2 separate regions of the Mus musculus genome follow, and region 1 is linked to region 2. The links are chromatin contacts, called in public HiChIP or PLAC-seq maps. All regions are on one chromosome and are shown on one strand. The core of a region is the stretch at or near the end of the contact, and the rest is flanking DNA. Distances in the headings are between cores, read along the strand shown.

Evidence for each region. HiChIP or PLAC-seq counts read pairs in DNA pulled down with a chosen protein or histone mark.
Region 1: an H3K27ac HiChIP or PLAC-seq map of oligodendrocyte precursor cells shows a contact between it and region 2, with 5 times the contacts expected there. The contact joins two enhancer-like sites. A contact is called at or near these places in 4 of 484 Hi-C or Micro-C datasets (adipose-derived mesenchymal stem cells, embryonic retina, myocytes and 1 more), 3 of 115 datasets of contacts at active chromatin or transcription factors (embryonic stem cells, extraembryonic endoderm stem cells and oligodendrocyte precursor cells) and 1 of 9 other capture datasets (adipose tissue).

Annotation. Positions count from the first base shown.
Region 1 is chr11:8,944,919-8,951,969 of GRCm38.p6, forward strand. Pkd1l1 (polycystic kidney disease protein 1-like 1) reads right to left here. Exons shown (of 52, transcript XM_017314870.1): 10 at 5,431-5,612; 11 at 2,227-2,448; 12 at 267-427. Among named protein-coding and RNA genes, the nearest start is that of Pkd1l1, 26 kb to the right of the region's middle. Within about 2 kb of position 5,318, at least 23 of the 459 cell types and tissues checked have an H3K27ac peak or open chromatin away from gene starts, as enhancers often do. A contact at or near this core is called in oligodendrocyte precursor cells, where this site is marked.
Region 2 is chr11:8,584,686-8,591,323 of GRCm38.p6, forward strand. The region is part of intron 3 of Tns3 (tensin 3); the gene reads right to left. Among named protein-coding and RNA genes, the nearest start is that of Tns3, 77 kb to the right of the region's middle. Within about 2 kb of position 2,801, at least 20 of the 459 cell types and tissues checked have an H3K27ac peak or open chromatin away from gene starts, as enhancers often do. A contact at or near this core is called in oligodendrocyte precursor cells, where this site is marked.

The DNA.
Region 1 (7,051 bases), core at 4,068-6,567, 360 kb after region 2:
GCCAAAGTTCCAAGGACCACGGCTGTCTGGACAGTGAGATTCACCACAGTTCCTTTGCAATAGCTTCCAGTGATCCTAAACATATAATTCTAAACAGGTTGGTCTTCTTGTAGAAGAAGAATCCACTTTTGGTCTATCACCTAGTGTCTGGAGGGTTGACGTGCGAAGAAATCCTAGCCATGAGCAGGTCAGATATGATGGCTCAGTAAGCACAGAACAACCATGAGCTTTTCTTATTCATCAGCAAAACAGAGTAGCCATCTTACCTTCCACTGCACTCTTCTCTGTTGCATTGACTAGGAAGAGGTCCCAGGAATACGTGAGGTCTGGGACATCTCCACAGTCTTCACACACAGCCCGGAGAGACACTTCTTCATTCCAGTTCACAGAGATGTCTCTAAAGTTGACCCATGAGATGTGGACGAATCTGGAACAGGCAATCACTTTGATGTTGTAGGAAGGCAGGACAAGCACCCCCAGGTTGCATTCATTTGGGCTGGCCCTGTTTGAACCTCAACCAGTGTTGGCATCATCAGAGCCTGAGTTGGGGAGTGAGGACCATGTGAGCAGCTTCCAGACTTCACACAGCATGATCAGACCTAACACACCGCATTCACTGCTCACCAAGGTCAGCGAAGCTGGGAGACTTCCTCAGTGTCAGCAGTCCTGGGCTTTAGTCTGTCACTCAGACTTGGCTCTGGCCATGCTGTCCAGCCTGTCAGTCAATGCCTGAGCTGTCTCCACACCTCTGTCCCACATGCTTGTCTCCATAGCAACACACCAGTGTCACTTGGGCCTTCCCAAGCCTTTTGTCTTTGCCACAGCCATCTAGCTCAGCTTTGCTTTTCACCTTGGCAGGGGTATTGGGTCATAAGCTGTTCCATGGCCTACAGTGCGGTCAGGGACCCTACCTTGCACAGCCCTGCATTTTATACACACATTTCTGAGTCACCATAGCTACTTCCTGGAAATTTCTCCAGGCCCTTTCCTGGCTCAGGGATGCTTCCCAGAGAGCATTTCATGAACTCTGGGTTCTTTAGGACATCATCAGGTGGTGTGAGAGACTAGATTGAGTTTTGTGACATGAATTCCTTTGCTAGAGGATACGAGGACCTTAAAAGGCTAAGTACAGAGGAGACTTCCTAAAGTGGTGTGCAGGATTCCCCGTGTCTTCCACTATCAGCCACATGCCAAGCCATGGCTTCACCATGTAACACCACATGCAGGAGGCAAGAAGGGCCATGGTAGGGCAGGTCTGCAGCTTTCTGAAAAGGAACCACACATCCTATCACCCGCGTGTGTGTGAATTTGTCTGTGGATATGGGTACTGTAGCTGATGTCTAACGTTTCAGTTACTTGCAGTCAACCAAGGTCTGAAATATTAAATGGAAAACCCCAGAAATAAACTGATCATAAATGTCCAGTTATGTCATTCTTAGGAGAGTGTAAACTATTGTGCCAAATACAAACTTGCTTCCCCTAGAATTCGCCCCCTGCTCAGTCATTTATAACCTAGCCCTTTGAAGGGGGAATCCAGAACCTTCTGTGTCCTTGCCCATCCTGGCAGCTGAGCTCAAGTCCTACATTTGGTCCATGGAGCTATAATATGAGTACTCTGGTAGCCTTGGTGATGACAAGCTGATGGGTTTGATTCTCTGTAATCCTCCACGGTCCCACACTTGCATATCCTCCAGTCTTGTAATCCCCAGAAGTCTCCCAAGTCTGGAAATTAGATGGCTTTGCTGCCTTCTGACGTCAGCCCCAATCATTGGTCTTCCATCTTGGGGATGGGTGCATGACAGGAGGGACCCACTGGCATCATGGCAACATTCTTCAGAATTGCTGCTGTGTGTTAACCATCACTGAGTGTTAAAGGCACATGTGATTTGGAAGAGACCATACATACCTCTCACCCTTTGATATTAGTGGTGCAAGAGCTGGGCCTGTCTTCCCACTCACTGGCACAGAGACCACTGTACTCCACATAGGATCTTGCTTCCTTCTGATTTGTGTCATGTACCCTGGCCTTGGAGTTTCTTTTGTCACTCCTTCTTCTCCAGGAGACACAGAACTATCCAGATCACCATCCCCTCCCTGGCAAGCACTTCTCCCTTACTGGTGTGGTTCCCACATGGCCTAATTTCATACCGCTCCATGAACACAGATTCCTTTCAAGCTGCCACCATTAGCCAGGGTGCTCATCTGCTCTGACTAGGGCAAGGGTACCTGAAGGCCAAGTCAGGACGGGTAGACAGGAACATCAAGGCCTGTGATGAGTTCTGTCCCCTGCTAGAGACCGTCAGTGTCACAAGGAACTGGTCACAGCATTCACTGAGCCATTTTGCTGGGAAGGAAATGGCAGGAGCTTGCGTGTCCACTTGGTATGAAGTAGAGTTATCAAAGCAGGGCCACCTTGGTGAGCTGGCCGCTGTGCAAGTCCAGTGATACCTATTGGGGAAGCCATTGGAGGGGCGTGGTTACCATCACTGAGTGTTAAAGGCACATGTGATTTGGAAGAGACCATACCTCTCACCCTTTGATATCAGTGGTGCAGGAGCTGGGCCTGTCTTCCCACTCACTGGCACAGAGACCACTGTCCTCCACATAGGATCTTGCTTCCTTCTGATTTGTGTCATGTACCCTGGCCTTGGAGTTTCTTTTGTTACTCCTTCCTCTCCTTATGTATGGCGCCCCCTCCCCTGCTTATAAGTAACACGGCCTCACAATTTGTAGAAGGCTCCTTTGCAATCACTCTGCCAATGCTACATCTTGTCTCTGAGACAACTTCACATGGTGAGACAGGAATGTCACACTATCCCAATTTTAGGAAGAAAGCACATTGGCAGAGGCCTTGTCGGAGGTAGGGGGGAGTTTGCCCTGTTTCACTCAGAGCTGGTAAAAAATGGGGCCAGCAGGAGACTTGAGATGATTCTCCTTCCATCTTGCCATCTTTCTGTAAGATAATAATTGCATGAGCCACAAGATAAGGTAGTTGCACCATCAGGGAGGACTGCGGAGACAGCATCATCCCAGCCTTGGGCAGACATGCTTAAACAGGCGTGTGACAGGCAGGAAACAGTATGGAAGCTGGGTCAGCCTCCCTCATCAGGGCAACTTGCTTCCATAAGTGTCGCTTAAACCTGAACCTTAAAAGCCCAATTCCCTGTCTAGCCTGCAGGCACTGCATTCTGGTAACTTCTGTTCATGAAGCTGCATGAGGCAGCACTGCAGCCACCTGAGAGCCTCTACTGGGGAGCAGCATCCCTAGGGCACAAGAGAACTCGGTGTTCAGTGTGACTCACAAGCTGTGCAGAGAAGCTGTCCACTGCTCACCCGGAAGATTCCTTACTGCCCAGACACAGAGCTCTCATTTTTAGGTGCTGTGATGTGTCCTGGTAGTTGACAGTGTGAAGGTGACACAGATACAGACTTAGCCTGTCAGGCTGTGTGTGTGTGTGTGTGTGTGTGTGTGTGTGTGTGTGTGGTGTGTGTGTGTGTGTGTGTGTGTGTGTGTGTGTGTGTGTGGTGTGTGTGTGTGTGTGTGTGTGTGTGTGGTGTGGTGTGTGTGTGTGTGTGTGTGTGTGTGTGTGTGTGTGTGTGTGTGGTGTGGTGTGTGTGTGTGTGTGTGTGGTGTGTGTGTGTGTGTGTGTGTGTGGTGTGGTGTGTGTGTGTGTGTGTGTGTGTGTGGTGTGGTGTGTGTGTGTGTGTGTGTGTGAAGGACTGAGAGCTGAGAGCTGTCTACAGCATACACATAGGTAGAACCAGGGAAAGGGTACCTCTCCCCTCCACTGCACTAATGAAGCATCAAATCCCACATTTGGGTGTGGTAGACATGAAGGGTCACAATGACAAAGGAGCTGGTTTATGAATGGGGCCATGTGGCAGGCACAGGGGTATATTCAATGAGAGCCCTGAACTTAGACTCAACGCTGAGGACAGTGCACAGCAGCCATATGAGTGAGGAATGGGAGTAGAGAACAACACACAGCTAAGGACAGTGGCTTTCCCTCTGAGCTGAATGGTGTGCAGACGGTCAGAGCAGGGAAGTAAGGGCTCTGGCTTTGTCTTAAAAGACTCCATCCTGTCTTGGAGGACTGGCTGTGGTTGAGGGTGGACATAAGCTGAGGCCCTGGTGGCTCCATCCATGCAATGCAGGGGAAGTATGAGGGAGTTGTGTCTAGGGGAGACGTAATGAGGTTTCCTGACAGGCATGAAGTGTGAGAGAAAGAGATATCAAAACACTGAGGAAAGTTTTGGCCTGAGTGACTGGAAGAATTGTTTCCTCGGGGTCCCAGCACCAAGAGAGGGAAGAGGACATGAGCCACCAGCCCTAATCAGGAGCTATCTCCAATTGAGAAATGCTCAGCTGAAAAATACCCAAAAAAGGAGAATTGCATTTTGTCCAACAGACCCTCACTGTGTATACACACCATACCTAATGGCAGCTGTAGGTGGGCAACACAAAATTGGTTGCATGGCATTACAAGGGTGGGTTTCTTGTCTTATATTGCTTTGTTTGGACATTTTTTAAAAAAACCTAACTGGATGTTTGCTTATATATATTATGATTACTGACTTTGTGTTCTTACAGATTTTATTTATGTGTGTGTCTTGGCGTGTGTGCGTGTTTCTTAGGCTTTTCTCTCTCTCTTCATTATTGTAGTTTAATTGCCTGCTTGTCTTCTAGAGAGAGTGAGACTGAGAAGGCATGGAGTTGGGTGAGTGGGGAAGTGGAGAGGATTGGATAGTATGAGGGAGGGGGAACTGTGATCAGAATATATTGTATAAAAATTGATTTTTAATAACGAAAATACTTGTTTCATGGATAGAGGTGGAGAAGGCCATTGGGAAGAGGTGGAATTTGTGGCTTGGTGACTTCAGGCACAGGACAGTGGCACAAAGGTGTTAGTGACAGACAGCACAGACTGAGTGGTGTACAACAGGGGTCTGGGGTTATGGGGAGGGCTGCATGAGCCTGCATGAGCCTGCATGAGTGGAGGCTGCATGAGGCTGCATGCTGGGAGGTAGAGGATCCCGGTGGAAGGCTGGAAAAGGCCTGTCAGGCTGGGCTGTCTGGGCCAGAGTCTGTGACCGCAGAGCTGAGCCTTACTAACAGGCAGCTCTCTGCCTCCCCCCCCCCCCCCCACTGGCATCTGACTACGGAGTCCTAATGAAAGGGTGGCATTTACATTGCACATTCCAAAATCACAGTTTTAAGCAGCACCTTAAAAAAAACTACTCACATTTTACTCTCCTTTCCTATATTGGCTTACACTTGGATAATGAATAGAGCAGTTCAACTAAAGAAAGCGGGTACACAGAAATGTCTCAACCTACTTTGGCAGAATTCCCAGACTAACTCTCCTAGTATTCCTGAGCCAGGGCTTGAAAAAGTAGGAGCCGGAGAGTCTCACAGTTCTGTATTCTCACCTGAGAGCAGCCCCTGGGTTGTCAGGGTCATAGGACTGGGCCCCTCTGAGGATGATGAAGGTTGAGGTGGCCGTGGAGATGAAGATGTGTGTGCCTTCAGAGATGACGCTGACAGGCGCCCTAGCTCGAACTTCTACACCAACACAGTAGTTGCTATACACCATGCTTCCCTTGATCTGAACCTGAGAGAGCAGAGACAAGGGGGGGGGGGATCACATGAGACCAAGCAGATGCTTCCTGGATCTACACATGTGACACAGGCCCTCAGCTCCACAATGCTCACTTACAGCAGTCATCTGAGGATGTGACTGGAGGGAACAGCATGGATCTATTAATATGTAAGCCTACCTAAATGTACAGTTATCTAGGTGTGTGTTGGTCTGGATTTTGTCAGGTTGATACAAGTTGGAGAAGAGAAAATCTCACCTGAGAAAATGCCCTTATCAGACTTTGCTGTAGGCATCCCTGTGGAGCATTTTCTTGGTTGGTGATTGATGTGGAAGGGCCTAGCCCACTGTGGGCAGTACCATCCCTAGGCCTGGGTTATACAAGAAAACAGACTGGGTGAAGCGGGAAGAGCAAGCTAGTAAACAGCATTTCTCCACGGTCTCTGCTTCAGTTGCTGCCCCAGGTTTATGTGTCGGGTTCCTGTCTTAGTGTCCTTCAGTGGACTGTGACTCAAATATGTAAGTCAAATAAACCCTTCCCTCCCCACATTGACTTTCATCACGGTGTTTATCACGGCAATAGAAAGCAAAGTAAGACAAGGTATTTAAATACCCATGCTCCCTGTATACACATGGCTGACAGTTTCCAAACCTCCACTGGAAACTGTGTTTCTCCATGGTCTTGACATTTGTTGGCTCTTTTTACCCTGTTACATCTAATAGGAAAGAAAGGGGTTGACAATGGGGCCAAGAGGTCCCCCTTCTGCACAGTTAAGGAGTCAGTGGGTGTGGGGAGCAGAGGAGGGGATAAAACACATAATGGTCTTTGAGAAATGTGGGTGGGGCATAGACTGGGTTCCTAGATAGACATAAAGGAGAAGGCAAGGTGAGCTTTACACTCTGTTTCCCAGGTAAGGATGCAGTGTGACCAGTCACTTCACACTCCCGTCACATGCCTCCCCACTGAGATGAACTTTAAGAGCCCAGCCAGCCCTCAAGTTGCTTTGGTCATGTACTCTTTCACAATGAGAAATGTAATTAATGTGTAGTCAGAACTTCTCTAGGTGGGCCCCCTACCCAGTGCCTGCTGCACCCTGAAGCTGCAAGCAAGCTCTGAGCAGGTGCCATGTCTGCGGAGGATGGCAGCTCAGTGTGGAGCTGCCAAGGAAGGGGCAGGAATCTGAGGTCTAATTCTCAAATGTAACATGCCAATGAGAGGGGTCAGAAAAAACCACTTCATCAGAGGTCCCCAAAGCCTAGACACAGGCAGGGTCCATGCTAGAAGAGTTAGATACAGCTAATGAGCAAATGTGCCAAAAGACAGTGATACAGGATAGATATGTGGCCCTAGCTGTGACCACCGACCTTCCAGCCAGTTTATGCAGGACTGGGCTTATCCTTTCAGGATTTCACCCCATCCCTTTGGCTATAATCCTAGACCCAGAGTTTCCTGA
Region 2 (6,638 bases), core at 1,551-4,050:
CTTGTTCCCACATGTGGTTGGTCACCTACCTGCCTACCTGTATCTTAGAGTCTTCTTAGGAGAACAAAGGTCACGTGGGATTAGAACCCACTCTAGAGACTTTGTTTGAACTTGACCTCTTAAAAGACCATGCCTATAAACACAGCCATGTCCTAGAGTCAAGACTCCATCACATGAACTTGAAGAAACAAGGTTAGCCTAACAGTTATCAAAGGTTTCAGAGACCCAAAGCATTCTCAGAACACCAGTCAAGACTAGACCCCCACCAGCAACAAGACTCTTCATTCAAGGCTGCTCCTGGAACAATTCCAAAGCCTGAGGCCAAGGCCAGTGAATGTCAAGGTCAGGCTCCCCAAGGAGCCTGCGAGGAACAAGGGACCCTCAGGGACAGGGGCATGAAATGCAGGCTGCAGTACTTGTTAACCTTTCTGAGGATGAAAGCCCTCTCTACCTTTGCTCCTGGGACCTCTTTGCTAGGCATGACCCTGGAATCCTTAATTAGGCTCACATTCCTCAAGAAGCCCTGTTATCCACTAAGTGGGAAAGCCCAATTTAGCTTGCTCTAATCCCCATGAGAAACAAGCCAGCAAGGCAGACACAATTAAACCCCAGGGCTGCCTGCCACAGACAGGGCTCCAAGATAGGAGGCAAGGTGGTGAAATTACAGGAATTGGGGCTTTCTGTTTCCCCCAAAGGTAAGAGGACTAGAGAAGATCATGCCTCTGGCATAGTTATCAGCAAGTCCACCCCAGCATTCTTTCTCTCTGTTCTGGGATCGGCTGGCCTGAGTCTATGTCAGCTCTTAGGCCTGCGTGTCCTCTCCAACCTCTGTGCTTGTGAGTTCTGGGGGAAAGGACTATTGTAAAGCATCTTGGATCTCCTTATGTTTCAAGCAAACCATATGGGTCTTGTAGGAGATGAAACAGAATTAAAAGGCCAGACAGAACACTGTTCTGCATCCTCTAGGCTCCCCAACATCAGAAGTCAAATGTGAGTCTATCATTGGAACAAAATTCTGAGAATTCTCATTAGTGAGTGAAAGATACCCTTCCCAGGACACTTACTGGGCTCAAGTTCTAACAGAGACACCAGGACAAGACCATTTACCCAGGGACTGGTGTAAGAGCCTGTGTGGTAGATCTGTCCAAAAGTACGAGGTCAGGATGCATGGCCAAGGACAAAGCTTGCATGCCAGGCTCTCAGGCACACAGACGAATGGGCCAATCCTAGACTCCCACCATCAAGCAACTCCGGGGCCCTGCCTACAAACTCTTCAGCCAACACTTATCAGATTCTTTTGTCTGGTCTCCTAAACAGAAAAACAAAGACTGCATGATAATAAGTAAAATGTTTGCTAAAGAACCAGAAAAAAAACTAATAAATTCATTTGCATTGGAGAAAGACTAATCCTTTCTAAGCCATTCTCCCCACTTAAAATGCCAAGGACCAAAATGTATTTGCTTCAAAATAAGCAGACAATTTCCACAGCAAGAATCAGGTCTGATGTGAACAGCCGCATTTCCCCCAGATCCTTCCTCATGTGCCCAGCACTGTGTCACTCAGCAATCACAGTTAACAAGACAGAATGCTGGCATTGGTCACTCGTGGTTTAGCTAGTGAGGACAGACTGCCATACCAGGCACAGTGTTCCAGGTCTTTAATCCTAGTTTTTGTGAGGCAAAGGCAAGAAGAACTCTGTTAGTTCAAGGCTAGCCTGAACTACTTAGCAACTGCTAGGCTGGCCAGGGCTCCACAGTGAGAGCCTGTTTAACAGAAAAGGAAAACAATGACAATTAGCTCTGTGACAAAGAACCCTGTACTATCCCTCCTGCCCTCACCTGGGTAGGTCTCTTGTGTTTCAGATATAATAGCATCACTCGGGTTCTTTGCAAAGTCAGTCATCCCCCATCAAGAGGTCCAGTCAATGCAGATAGAGAGATGACTCAGCAATTAAAAGCACTGGCTGCTTTTGCAGAGGACCCCGGTTCATTTCCTAGCACCCACATAAAGGCTCACAATTACTTCTAACTCCAGTTCCAGGGGATTTAACACCCTCATCTAACCTACCTGGGAACTGCAAACACCTAATGTATGCCTGCAGGCAAACACATATATTAAGTAAAAATAAATAAAATCTTTTTTTCAAAGAGTCAGCAGCAATCCCTTCCCCTTGAGTCTGATGATTTCCTAGTTTGTCTTGGGATCTGTTATGACCAATGAAATAAGGTAGTTTAAAAACCTTCTTCTGCCTCCTCCTCTTCTTCCTCCTGATCGTCCTTCTTCTCATGGGAAAGTAGGAGCGTTAAACTCACTCTGAAGCCCAAGCTAGGCTCAAACGCACAGCAATCCTGCCTCAACCTCCACGCTAAGTTGGAGCATAGCTGTGTGCCAATAAACCCAGAGTAAATATGGTAGAACTTTGGAAGCCCAGATTTAAGGGGCTGCAACTGTTGTTTCTACCACGAGTGCATCCATGGATACCACCAGCTGCCATATTGAAAGGAAGCCAACACTACCAGGTGGACAGACAGGTCTACAAGAAGACACACTGAGCCATCCAGTTTCTTGTAAAACACTGGAAAGGAGCATGAGCGTGTCTGGGACCAGCCTTGAGCATCCACCTCGCAGCCTCGCCTCCTTTTGTCCTATGACAGACACATTCACATCTCTCTCACTTCTTTCAACAACTATAAATAAAGGGATTTGTTAAGTCTATCCTTCCCACTCCAAAACAGAGTGCCAGCAGGACATCTCTGCTTACACAGAGGGGGAGTGGGGGGAGGGATCTGAATAAGTTCCTTCCGGCCTCTCACAAACGCAGCTGTAACTCCCCTCCTGCCAGACACAAGGAACACAGTACCGACTATGTTCCAGGGGAGCAGTCAAGAGGGAGACAAGAATGGGCTACCCCACCCAATTCCAGGACGAAGTATTTTGTACACTTCATAGGAGATTCCTGTGCAAATGTCCAGACCCCTAACCTGTCATTTGCTAACACCTCACTCCCTTTCTCCTCACAAAGAAAAGCTCAAAGGAAGAATGACTGTTTCTGAAGGCCTGTGAGTGAGTGGCACTTACACAGGGGGATTTGTGCGCTCCCCACACTGGCTTCATGTTCAGACTGTCTACCAGGAAAGGGTCCTCCCATAAGTAAAGGGCTGAGGTCCAGTCAAGCAGCACTTCACGCAAGCTTCTACCACAGCCACGCAGAATCTGAGAGTTCCATTTCAAACCATCACACAGTCTCATGGAGCTGGTCAAGTAGCTGATTTACAAGGACCAGTGGCTGATGATATAGAGAAAGCGTCCAACACCACAGAGGGATCCAGTTCTTATAAATAGATGGCTTTCCACAGTGGACGTGGGCCCTTTCAACCAGCATCTTAAATACAGAGAGCTACCCATCACATCTCCAACTCCTCTTGGGTCAGTAGTCTCAACCTGCTGTCACTCATTAATTCATTCCTTCACACACTAGTCATTCACAATGGTTAATCAAATACCATATTTCAGGACAGGACAGTCAACCATTAGTAAGAAATTGTAGTGTCTTCCGGAATACAACTTAAATCAGAACACTAAGGGAAATTTTCTTTCAAGACATTTTTGTACAAAGTGTCTAAGAATGATGTAATGTAAAATAAGTAAATAAATAAGAAGTAATGACAGCGCAATGGTTAAGAGCACACACTGCACTCAGAGAGGAAGAATCTGAGTTCAGTTTCAGCAGCCATCTTCCAGTTACTGCCTCTTACTTTAGCTCCACAGGATCCAACACTCTCTTCTGGCCTCTGCTGGCACCTGCACTCACATGTGCATACACACAGACATGTACAAGGACTCATAGTGAAAGATAAAACACGTCACTTAAAAATTAAAATAAGGGCTAGGCGTAGTGGTACATGCCTTTAATCCCAGCACTCGGCAGGTGGATTTCTGAGTTCGAGGCCAGCCTGGTCTACAGAGTGAGTTTCAGGACAGCCGAGGGCTACACAGAGAAACCCTGTCTCGAAAAAAAAAAAAAATTAAAGTAAGGGCTGGAGAGATGGCTCAGAGGTTAAAAGCACTGACTGCTTGCTCTTCCAGAGGTCCTGAGTTCAATTCCCAGCAACCACATAGTGGCTTGCAACCATCTGTAATGGAATGCAATGTCCTCTGCTGGTGTGTCTGAAGTCAGCTACAGTCTGAAGATGAGCTCTCATGAAGATGTACTCACATACCTAAAGTAAGTAAATACATCTTAAAAAAAAAATTAAAGTAAAAGTTACCATAATTTTTATATCTGACTAGTTAAATCTTTATTTCATATATTCTGCAAAGAGTCCCCACCTCACACCATGTGACATTAACCTAGCATCCAACACTTATCATCCACCAGTGTCCTCACAACGCTGTCCAGGCCACCTCTGTAGGACATCACACTCACAAGCCACCTCTGCTCCACCTCATCAGTACTCCAGGCCTAAGATGTCCCCAGTAAAGGACCCCACAGAGGGGTTAGAGAGGGAGCAGAGGGCTGGCCTAGCAGGTGGGGGTTCTGGGTTCAAAGTTCAGCACGGCTGAACTGAAACAAACAATAAACATGCCCTTCACTTCTCCTCTCCTGACCCCATTCAAGGCCTTCAAGATCAGAGCCTCCAAAGGATCCACCAGCTAAGCACGGGACCCTTCAGATTCAAAGGAGGGCAATCTACAGTAAGACTGGAATTGCAGATTTTTACCCTACATTCTACATTCCATTCATTCGGATCTTCCAGCCTTCCTTAAGGCTCAGCAAGTATTTATTGTCCCTAAGATCCGGTAAGCAGGGAGATGCTTAGTAACAGGAAGACTAAAACCTGTAATCCTCCAATGTCCTCCCCTGCTCACCCACCCACTTGTTCAGCAAGTCTTGGGGAATTCTCCGGTGGTGAGTCAAAAGTCTGGAAACACACAAAAATGAATTCAGTCGGCTGCCCCTGGGAGGTGGAAATAAGGAAGCTCTGGGCTCTTTCTGTGTTCAGGGGACCGTGGGGGTGGCCACTTCCTGAATCCTTGCCCAAAATTAACAGCTTTACAGAAGTGGCAGAGCCTTGTCAACAGAAGCTTGGTTTCGCAAGTTAAAATGCGGAGAGGACTGGTGTGTGCAGTCAGTTCAGCCCTGCTTCTAAAAGAGGTGTGTGTGTGTGTGTGTGTGTCTGTCTGTCTGTCTGTCTGTCTGTCTGTTGTCCCTGTGTAGGTGGGGTTGTTTCTCTTCCAAACTCTTACTCTAGAAGTGGCTGAAGAAGAATTCAGTGGCAGCAGGACAGAAGAATTCAGCGGCAGCAGGACATAAACCTCTACATGGAATACACCCCATCTAGAGGAAGGTCACCCTAGAGACCACCACGAACTGGCCCCGAGCACATACAGTCATGACCAACCACCAGCTGGCTGTCCAGAGGCACACCTGGCAACAGCACAGGGTCGTGTTGGGGGGGAGGGGGTGGCTGGGAAGCAAAGTGAAGTATCTGAAAGTCTTATAAGGATGAAGACACAGGGGCTGGAGAGATGGCTCAGTGGTTAAGAGCACTGACAGCTCTTCCTGAAGGTCCTGAGTTCAAATCCCAGCAACCACATGGTGGCTCACAACCATCCTTAATGACATCTGACGCCCTCTTCTGCTGTGTCTGAAGACAGCTACAGTGTACTTACATATAAAAATAAATAATAAATAAATCTTTTTTTAAAAATCTGCTTTGCTTGAAAAAAAAAAGGATGAAGACACACAGAGATAACCTAAGGACAAGCCTATAAAGATACCACCAAGGTCCCCTGCCCAGGCAGGACAGAGAAGTACTGTTAGGGTAGGAGAAGGTGCTCAGAATACCTCTCCCCACCTAAACTTCGGCTCTGGAAGACAATACTGGGAAGATACTAGAAGAGCCCTGAGTGGACCAGAGATTCTCAAGACTTTCAGAACTTCTCTGACATGTGCGACATGTGCTTCCTTGGTAGGTTCCACCGTTTCTCAAATATGTACAAATAACAGCCCAGGGGGCCTCTCCGTTGGGTGTTCCTCTGCCTGTGCCCAGCCTGAGGGGCTAGAGGTAAAGGAAAGAGTGGGTAGATAGACTCCCTCACTTGTAAAGACCGTAAGTAGGGGGCTGGAGAGATGGCTCGGTGGTTAAGAGAACCGACTGCTCTTCCAGAAGTCCTGAATCCAAATCTCAGCACCCACATGGTGGCTCACAACCATCTGTAATGGGATCTGATGCCCTCTTCTGGTGTGTCTGAAGATGGCTGCAGTGTGCTTACATATAATAAATAAATCTTTTTTAAAAAGACCACAAGTGGAATCTGGAAAGAGAAGAAACAAGAGGTGTCAACGGACTAGGAGGCAGTGACATGGGCCTAGAAGTAAGGGAGACACCCATAAGAAAGCAGAAATCAGGGAGACACTCCTGATAGGTCAAGTTCTAAATATGAACAGACGCCCCAAAGCAGGATGGGCAAGACGTGCATGGGGGAGTTGGGGAGGGGGTTGTTGAATGAAATGTTAGCTCACATGGGAATCTTCCAGAAAGAAGTCAGGCCCTCCTCGTAGGAAAGGCAGTGCCAGCAGCAAAACACAAGGACAAGTTCACGTCAGGACCCACTGCTTCTGAGGCCAGAAAGCA